2 separate regions of the Mus musculus genome follow, and region 2 is linked to region 1. A link is a contact called in public HiChIP or PLAC-seq data. All regions are on one chromosome and are shown on one strand. Each heading gives the region's core, a stretch centred on a gene start, on an enhancer-like site or on the middle of the called end of the contact. The rest is flanking DNA. Distances are from core to core; before and after follow the strand shown.

The links. HiChIP or PLAC-seq counts read pairs in DNA pulled down with a chosen protein or histone mark.
Region 2: a contact with region 1 is called in an H3K27ac HiChIP or PLAC-seq map of embryonic stem cells, with 2.8 times the contacts expected there. The contact joins two enhancer-like sites. A contact is called at or near these places in 1 of 39 promoter capture datasets (the C10 cell line) and 2 of 115 datasets of contacts at active chromatin or transcription factors (embryonic stem cells and large pre-B cells).

The regions. Positions count from the first base shown.
Region 1 is chr3:130,695,455-130,700,357 of GRCm38.p6, reverse strand. Ostc (oligosaccharyltransferase complex subunit (non-catalytic)) reads left to right here. Exons shown (of 4, transcript NM_025509.3): 4 at 3,880-4,441. The coding sequence ends at 3,898. Among named protein-coding and RNA genes, the nearest start is that of Gm36373, 5.3 kb to the right of the region's middle. Within about 2 kb of position 2,592, at least 16 of the 459 cell types and tissues checked have an H3K27ac peak or open chromatin away from gene starts, as enhancers often do. A contact at or near this core is called in embryonic stem cells, where this site is marked.
Region 2 is chr3:131,318,579-131,323,481 of GRCm38.p6, reverse strand. Sgms2 (sphingomyelin synthase 2) reads left to right here. Exons shown (of 6, transcript NM_001379585.1): 6 at 172-4,497. The coding sequence ends at 375. Among named protein-coding and RNA genes, the nearest start is that of Cyp2u1, 18 kb to the right of the region's middle. Within about 2 kb of position 3,046, at least 21 of the 459 cell types and tissues checked have an H3K27ac peak or open chromatin away from gene starts, as enhancers often do. A contact at or near this core is called in embryonic stem cells, where this site is marked.

The DNA.
Region 1 (4,903 bases), core at 1,343-3,842:
CACTGTAGCCTGATAGAGTCTGCTAGTGTGGGAGAGACGGGCGGTTCCCGTAGCATTGGGACATTTTCATTTCTAAGCTATGTTGTATTTTACACACCTATAATCCTAGCACTTGAGAGGTGGAGGGAGCAGGAATTGAAGGCCAGCTTCAAGTTGAGACCACCTGGAATACCTGGGAGCCTGTTTTAAAAAACAGAAAACAAACAAAAATCTCAAAATCTCTTCCAAAGGGCTTAAGTTTTATTGTCATTTTAAACATTTACACTCAGAAAATATATCTATTTTTCATTTCTGAGCTATAAGCTCAGTGTGTGAACCCAGGTGGTTATAAGCTCATGACCTTGAGTGACCTCCTGCTTCAGTCTTCTGAGGGACCGAGAGTGCTGGCACCTGCTCCATGCTCAGGGAGTCCCTGCTGCAGCAGGGCGGTGTGAGCATGAAGTGTAAATTGGGTGATTTCTACTTGTATTTACACGTAATCCTCCTTCTTGGATTTTCTTTATGCTTCAGTGTTACTGACGCTTTTCTTGGTTGTCAGTGTGCGCCTATTTTAGGATATTTTCTCTCTTGGGACTTGGCTGGTTATTCTGTATTTTGAGAAAATAGCCTCTTTTAATAAGTTTTATTGTATTTGAGACAGTAATTGTACATATTTACAGAATACAGAGACATACACCTACAGATCACATGCTGAGTAGTATTAAGAGTTATCCAGGTGCACCCTGTATTTATTGGCTGTATCCTCTTCCTCCTCCTCACTCCCACCAATCAGATTGCCTTTCAGTTTAGTCCTGGACTACAGAGAGCTTGAGGGGTCTGTAGTCAGCCTTTGGGTATGTGAGGGTCCATTTCATTTGTTTCCATGATTAGAACTGTATTCCAAACACTGTGTCTGTAGAGAGTCTGGCACGTGGGTCATTTCAGTGAGTAGACTCTTGAGTCCAGTGCTCAGGATCTGCAAATGAGAGACACCAGTGACACAAGATGTTTGCATGGCTGCTGGTGACAATGTGTGGTAGAGGAAGTGGCTGGAGAATTCGCCTCCAGGTGCTCTCAGATTTTGGATTGGTTCTATGAGCTTCTTGCAGATTCCAGATCTACTCAGTAAAGTTAACAGTGTACTTCTCTAGAAACTGGCAGGTTAAGGGAGATAGTGTTTTATTGGCCACCAAGGATAATGTGTTCTGTGGTTGGGAACAATCTTAAAAGTTCTGTTTTGAGTTGGAGTTTGATCACAGTGTCAGAAAGAGACAAGTGACCACTGCTGCTTCTGAAAGTGAGGTGGGACTGTTTCTAGGACCCTGGAGAAGATGGGGAGACTGCTTAATGCCGCTGCTGTTCTTTTCTGGTCTAGTGTTGTGGATCAGTGAATGGCCCCATATAGTCTCGGACTCTTAGTTGTAAAATGAGAGTAGGGCTGGCAGGACGGCTCAGCAGGTAAAGGCTCCTCTGGTGTGTGATGAACTAGGCTCCATCCTGGAAACTCACTCCGTAGAAGGAGATAGCTCGCTCCTCTGAGTTTCCTCTCACCATGACATATATGCACACATGCACACACACACACTTTCTTAAAATGTAAAGTGAGAAGCCATTTACTTTATCTCACATGTGCTTCTGCCTTCTTTTGGGGAGTACTGGGGCTGGAGCCCAAAGCCTCTCTCATCTAGGCAGATGCTCTCCACTGAGCTACACCCAAGCCCAAGGATTACATGTGATCATGTCACACTCTTAGAAACTCCTGCCAGGGCTAAGCCAGCCCAGTTCCTGTCTTACTGTGTATAGAAGAGACTTAGTGATTGTCGGTAAACGGCTGCCTGAAGAGAAAGGCAGTACTCCATGGTTTTTGTGAACCAGGTTGTTTTTTTAAATTTACTTATGTGTGTGCATGTGTAGGGGGCATGTGCCATGGCACATGTATAGTCACAGGATAGTTTGTGGAGTTGACCCTCCCCTTCTACCATGTTGGTCCCTGGTCTCAGGAGATCATTTTGGGCAGCAAACAGTCTTACCTACTAGGCTGATTTTGCTGGCTCCAGTTGTTTCTTTGAATTCTTGGTTTGTTTTGATTGTATTTATCTGTAGAATTCTCATTAGCTTGAGTATAATAACTAAGGATTACAAAATTGGTCTATAAGAAAGGGCCAAATGATTCTAGGAGTGGCCATAATAAATACATTCTAAGGTATTTACTTTGATTCGCTACCAAAAGTAGTTTATATTTCTTAATGTTCCCCCCTTTAATTAAAAATGTATTATTTCATTTTGTGCGAAAGGACGTTTTGCCTTTGTCTGTATCTGTGCGACATGTGTGCCTGTGAAGGCCAGTGGCGGGCATTGGATTCCTGGAAAGTGGAATTCCACGGTGGTTGTGAGCCACCATGTAGGTTCTGGGGATTGAACCCAGGTCCTCGAAGAGCAGCCTGTGCTCTTAACTGCTGAGTCATCTCTAGTCCAGTCCCCTTCCCATCCCCACTGTTTCTTAAGGTTGATAGTCCACAAGAGTAGGTCACACACTGCTTTCAAGAAGGACTAGAACAGGGTTTAACTGTCACCAGATGGGGCTTTGAAGTGCATATTCACATCACACAGCAGATGACAGGGACCTGTCCCTAAAGAGCCCCCTAGTGTAAGCCGGTGTCAAGGTGCCTGCCTTGTTTGGCTGATGTGGCCGCTTGCTGACAGTGATCCAGAGCCTGTCTATGCTGGGAAATTGCTTTCTTGTTCTGTTTTTGTTTGAATGCATCAGACCTTATGATAGGGAATGTCTAAGTCTGTGTGTACATACTCAGGGCTCTTTTTTATGTTATTCAGTCTGAGCATGTGTGGGGAGGGCAGCTTGAAGTGAAAGTTCTCGGAGCAGATGTCTGGGTAGATAGTGCAGGAGCAGAGAGTGAAGTGTGGGCAGGTTGCATTGGCTGAGCATTGATTTAGAGTTATCAAGGGTCTAGAAGCTGGAAAGGAGGAAAACCAAGCCATTAAGTGTTGGTTGTGCCACTCGAAGTCTCGGGGAAATCTACTTCCTACTTTACAGGTGAAAAAGCTTGACACACTAGATGCTACCAGACAGTTAACAAGACTAACGTGCTATATAAAAACAGTCTGAGAGACTTTTCAGGCCTCATGGAGTAACTCCATTTTATAGTTGAGAAAACGGAGTGAGGTTTGACCAGCCTCACCCAGTGAATAGTAAGGGTGCATCAGAGGGGGCACTCTGGGGGCCTCAGTGAGTTCCCGTGTATTCAGTCATTTGGTAGTGTGGGTAGTAAGTAGTACAGCATTTTTCAGAGTTTTGTTCTGATCCTGATCATGCCTCCATGGTATTAGATCTCAGGTGCTTATGGCAGAAGGGAGGGTTGGGACCTGAGTACCTCATTCAGTTCCTTAAAGGGGCTTCGGAGCGTCAGTGAAAGCAGCTTGATCTTTGGTGTCATCTGTGGGCACTGCTGAAGCCTGCAACTGCTTTCTGGACACTTGCAATGGAGGCAGATACCTTTGCAGTTTGGGGACTCAGGGTCAGCTCCAGGCATGTATTCCTGGCTTTCCCATGCCTCCTCTAGTATGACGAGGGGCTTTGAAATCCAAGCTAGTTTCCATAAAAAGGTTTAATTTTTGTTATAATTTTGAGAGCCCAAAGATTGCTTCTGTTAAGCTTAGCTTTATAGTCTTCATTTTTCTGCCCTTCTGTGTCTAATTGTATGTTAGTTTGCATTGCTTTGTGATGTTTTGGGAGGAAGGAGACCAGGAAGCCTGGTTATGTGTTATCACGAACCAGGGGTGATGCTGAGGAAGAGCTGTGACGTCATCAGATTCATAGTCGCCAGGCACTCTTGAATGGCTGCTTCCTGGTCGCCTTTTCTGATATGAATTCTCTTTCTGCAGGGGCTACCTGATGGGCTAGTGTCTTTTGAGAGGAAATCAGTGGATCCCGGATTTGCTCCTGTTAATGAAGTTTTAAAGGCTGACCCACTCCCTCCTGCAATGTGGAAAAGAAAGAAGAGCAGTGTAAACGCTGCACTGAGCGACACCCTAGCAAGCACAGCAGAGCTAGGACCGGAAGTCACGGGATCAGAGACAAGTTCATTACAGTATTTCCCTTGATGACCTACCCCAGTGTACCAGCTATGTTAAACGGCATTTTTTCTTAGTTTTTTATTTCTTAAAGAAAATATACTCCTCCTAAAACTTTGGTATTGAATAAAGTGATTATTTTTTACAAACCCATCATCAGCTTTTGGACATGATATTTCTGATTTTCAGAAATTAACGCAAATTGAGAAGTATATTGTGAGAGCTGAGATATTTGGACGATTGGCCAGTTCCTGCAGTGGTGCTTTAAATGGTGTGTGTGCTACTCTGCAATTTCAGATGCATACGGGAGACTTGTTTCCTGAACAACATGATGTATGAAAGGAGCAGAAATAAATGATTTTTCTAATTAACATTTTAGAGTGTGGACTTTTTGTTGTTTTGTTTCTGAGACAGGCTCTCACAGGCCCTGTCTGGTCTGGAATTTGCTATATAGACCAGGCTGGCCTCAAACTCTTAAGAGATCCACCTGCCTCTGCTTTCTGAGTGCAGGGATCAAGTATGCCACCAGAACCAGCCTAACTGAATTAACTTGATCTGTACGTCGGTAAGTTCCATCTTGCGTTGTTCCTCGGGCACAACCAGCATCTTCAACTACATCGTTAGGTGTCAGGTCCACAAGTGCCCTCTTCTCCCTCTCAGATGGGCAGACTCAGCCTGGACTGCAGTCAGAGCAAAGCCAGCATTCCGCAGGAAGTCGGGAAGCCTGTCGCCATCGGCCAGGAGGAGCCACTTCCCTACACTGACAAACCTGTTGCTGCATAGCCAAGCCTGCGCCCGACTCCAGACTCCCTCAGCCCCACCCCTGACCTGGTGT
Region 2 (4,903 bases), core at 1,797-4,296, 620 kb before region 1:
GGACCAAGGTCAAGGCAGAGCTGGGGGAAAGGCAGGACAGTAGTTACTGCCAGGGAATTTCGTCTCTGTTCACCTGCTAAGTGACCACTAAAAAATAAAAAGGCCATTTAGTTGAGAAATCTAAACCACGTTCATAAACAATGCCTTATCTCCTTTTGCCACCCTTTCCAGAACTTGAAGGTCTCTTCCCAGACGAACTTCTTGTCTCGGGCTTGGTGGTTCCCCATCTTCTACTTTTTTGAGAAGAATGTGCAAGGCTCAATTCCTTGCTGCTTTTCCTGGCCGCTGTCCTGGCCCCCTGGCTGCTTCAAGTCATCGTGCAGAAAGTATTCCCGGGTCCAGAAGATCGGGGAGGATAATGAGAAGTCTACCTGAGCTGCCAACCCGGCAGCCGCTCTCACACCAAAAGAGTCCGTGCTGCAACCGAAGGCACGTGCGGCTTTATATTTATTTTCAGAGAACTGACTGGTAAAATGAAGTGGACCAAATTTTATGCAAAAGATTGGAGCGATGAAGTATTACCTTTGGCTTTTTTTTATTCATCCCAAGAAACATATATTTTCCTGCAGCTCTTCGTTCATTGATGACAAAGCCCCCACACTGGAGTTCTGAAGAGGTGGCAAAGAACACGCCGAGCCTCTCCTCGCCTTCCTTCACTTCCACGTTCTTTCCAGATTGCTTTTTTTCTCCCTTCAAGGTCAGAAGAGTTTGCTAACGTTTTGAATAAAATGTCTGGATATATACAGCCACTGTGTAAATACAGTCAGTTGATGGCAGTGGGTTTTCACCACAGAGCTTAGTAAGGGGCAGCCTGCAGGTGGGGCAAGGTCATTAGGGTGATGTCTGGTGTCCCCTCCCCTCCCCCGCCACCCATTATGCATGACTTTTACTCTTTTTGGGGGAGGGGGGTTGGCTTTTGGTTTTTCAAGACAGGGTTTCTCTGTGTAGCCTTGGCTGTCCTGGAACTCACTCTGAAGACCACACCCGGCCTCTTTTTTTTTTTTTTTTTTAAACCTGGTAATTTTAGTTTTTAAAGAAAGAGTATTGCAAGGTCATGTGAAAGAGACACACCCATGGATATTTTTTCCCTGTGTGGGGATTTTTCCACTTTCAAGTGTCCGTGGCAGATAACCGGCAGGCTCCGGGCTTTTCCTGCTATACCCGTTAGATGCTGCCTGCCGGGAGCCCAAGGCTTGTTAACCGCACCAGCACAGGCTGAAACCAGTGTGAACAGATGCTCACACTGGAGAGCAAGCTTGTGCTCTCTGCTAGCTTGGGCCCTGCCGTGCCATGCCGTGATGCCGTTACTTATTGGACCCTAGAGAAACATTTGGGCACATTCCATGAAAACAGCTTCTTTTTATTTTAATATCGTGTGTCTCGGGAATGCAAGATGGATCCCAAAGGTTTTACTGTTTCCCTGCCTTTTAGCAAGACCCCCCCCCCCAGCGCTCCTTAGGGCGTGCACCACCGCTGAGCAACTCACTTCACCCTGTGCACATAACACGCGGTGCTGCCCTTGAACATGTCCCTGGCATCAGCTCTTAACCTCAGCCATGTAGGAATGAGGGACAACTGTTATCTCATGTGAAAAGATGGGTCTCTAAGATCTGGTGGGTTTAAGAACATCGGACTCAGTTAGAAGGTTACTCAGTGCTGGGATATCATAGTCCTTGCCTTTGGTTGAGATCTACTGAAAGATTAGTTTGTGGAACTTGTAGAAAAACTTCTAAGGATTCACAGCATGGGAGCAGCCAGTGGAAGGGGTGGTTACATTCTCATGGGTATGGCATAGAGAACATCCCTGGGTTCGTCCCTGTAAGCTAGTCGGCCTTGATTGTTTAAAATTAAACTTTAAATTGCTTGGGAGAAAAAAAAAAGCACAATACAGATGTGTTCAGAAGGGCCATTGTCTTCTGGTGCTATAATTCTGTGTGTGTGTTTCAGAGGGTCTCGTTTTCTGTGTTACTGGGTGGGTAAAGGATAGGATGCTAAACCCAAAGACACGAGCATAAAAATCTAAGTCTGACTATCCTCACAAGAGCAGAGACCCTAAGTGTCTTTGGCAGACTTTGAAATGCAGGGACTTTTTTTTTTCAAGTATTTTTATCGAGTAAGCCAATAATAAATTCATACCCAGTTTACCTTGTACTAGACAATTCGGTACAACTCCTCACGTGTTCATTTCCTCAGCTCTGTGGAAAGCTCTGCTCCGAACACTAGTTTACCTTCAGGGTCTGATTATGAGAGAATCATTTGGCGCTGAAGCCTGGCCTTTGCTCTGCGAGTCTCTCACTGAAACAAAACACTGAAACAAAACACCTGAAAAGCCTTATCCAGCCTGGCTAGGATTCTCCATGATTCTTCAACCGAGGAAAATGCTTAGACATTGTTACATTTCATGTTGATTGTTGGGAACCCTTCAAACAGAAAACTTTGCATTTAGTCAGGTAAACCAGGCTGTTGGAAACAATACCATCACTTTCTTAAGGTTTGAAAATACCCATGAGCCCTGTGTGGACCCTGCTGTTCCCTGTTCTTGTAGTAGCTGTGATTCCTAATAGGTACCGATGGGGATGCAAGATGACAACTCATTGCAGTGCAGGAAAGTAAGACTTCCTTTAAGATGGTCTCATCTCACTGTGTAGCCCAGATTGGCCTCCAACCTTCAGCCCTCCTGTATCAGCCCCCTGGGTGCTGGGATTGCAGGTGTGTTTCCATGCCTACCCAGGCACAGCAGGACATGGTACCAGCACCTTTTCTTTGCCCATTAAGATGCAGATTTTACCCATTAAGTGTGGGTAAGGCGCAAGCGGGCGCCTGTGCTCCTGTTGGAAGGTTTTCCCCATAATATAGAGCTTCTGGAAAACGTCCACAAATATAGAACACACATGTTTTTCCTGAACCTTCCCAATGGGACTGGAGTTCTCTGAGACTCCGGGTTTGAGCTCCTCCACTAGATCGGGAAAAGGAGGTATCCTTCCCCCAGTGACCCCTGAGCTAATTTTGACTGTCTTTTGGGTTGCTGTCATCACAGGAAGCAGCTTTTTGCTGGGGACACAAGGTTGGCTGAGAGTCAGCTCTTGCAATCCCTGGGCAGGTTTGTGGCCATCCATCCCTTGCTGTGTTGCCAGCGCCCCCTTGTGGTGATATGTCATGTCTGAAATCCAAATGCCACTTTAAAAATATATTTTCAAGGTTTCTCTAAAGTTTATCTGTTGGGCCTTTTGTTGTTGCTGTTTTCAGGGTTTTTTGCCAAAAGTTGAAATTCCCATGGGAAAGGAGCTATTTTAAAGACATTCTTATCCTTCCCAAAGGGAAAGTTCTCAGAATTTGAGTCAAAGAAAGTTGAAGGTCACATTTACCTCTTATGTCACAATCATTCGTGTCTGGCCCATAGCTACAGACTTTGTTTACTTCAAAACCCAAAGTCAGCTGTCTCATTTTTATTTATGTGCCAGAACTCATCATTTCACTTGTAATTGAAAGGTCTTACCTTGTTCCATAAAATATTTTAAACTCTTTGTTAAATGTTTTGATTTTATACTATAAAACTGATTTAAAAATTAAGCCAGTCTTAACACACTCACCCTGTCTGTAGTGTAAGGAAGTGTGAGAAGGAAGTTCTTTTTTATTGTTTGTTTGTTTGTTTGTTTGTTTGTTTGAGACAGGGTTTCTTTGTGTAGCCCTGGCTGTCCTGGAACTCACGCAGTAGACCAGGCTGGCCTTGAACTCAGAAATCCGCCTGCCTCTGCCTCTGCCTCTGCCTCCTGAATGCTAGGATTAAAGGCATATGCCACCACCGCCTGACGAGAAGGAATTTCTTAATAAATGAGTTTACATGTCTAAATCAAGTGTAAGTTATATGCGTTGTGTTGGAACCTTTTCTACGTTTATGTATAAAGATTTCTTATATTATTATTTTTAATGCCATTGCGTTGCAATAATTTAGCTCCTGACTCATTTGACAAAAATACATCTTTTATGAAGAAGTACTCTTGACTTTGATATCTGTACACTGAAAATCATGTCAGAAGTACCCAAAGATAAGTTTTTATACAGATAGACGCTTCGTAAGCGCTGGCTTGTTACCCACTAACTAACTGTACTGTGTTCTCAATGAATCATGAAAGACAAGAGTGGGTCACTGTAGAATTATTTTAAACTGTCCTTTAAAAGAGAAGAAACTATAAGCTAATCTAGTTGCCAAGTAGGAATTCCTTATTTAATTTACCTCCTATGCAATGATTAATGCTGCGAAATGTATGGTTAATAAGTTACAGTATATTCACAGAAGAAATATCTTTCCAAGGTGTAAGAAGCAGCCAGTTGCATTCTTTTGGAAATTTACTATACTGTTTCAATGTGTTAAGTGCCTTGTTGTAAAGTAAAATTTTAAGTCTCGAGTTCATTATTTTCCTGACCTATATTTTTCATTATGATTATCTACTGTGTGCTGTTGTAATCATTTTATTAAATGCTTACATTTTAATCAAATATATGAATTTCGGCCTTTCCTTCTATCCACTACCTATCTTGTACATTTTTAAAAATTACTATTTTGTGCGTGCATGCATGTGTGTGTGTGTGCGTGTGTGTATGTGTGTGTGCGTGTAGAAATCAGAGGACAACTTTGTGGAGTCACTTCTGGCCTTCCACCTCTCTGTGGACTCTTAGGACCAATCTCAGGCCCCCAAGCTTGCACAGATGGCTCCCTTACCCACTGAGCATCTCATGGCATCTTAATCACTTATCTGTCACACGGGATTTAAGTTGAAGTCTTGTTTTCATTGTCGGTTTAAGGGGAACTTTCCTTTGTTTGGAAATATACTTTCCATGCTTGTGGAAACATTCTGGGAGGGTTGTGGGAATCTTGTGGGCATATTTTTGGGTTCTTTTACCT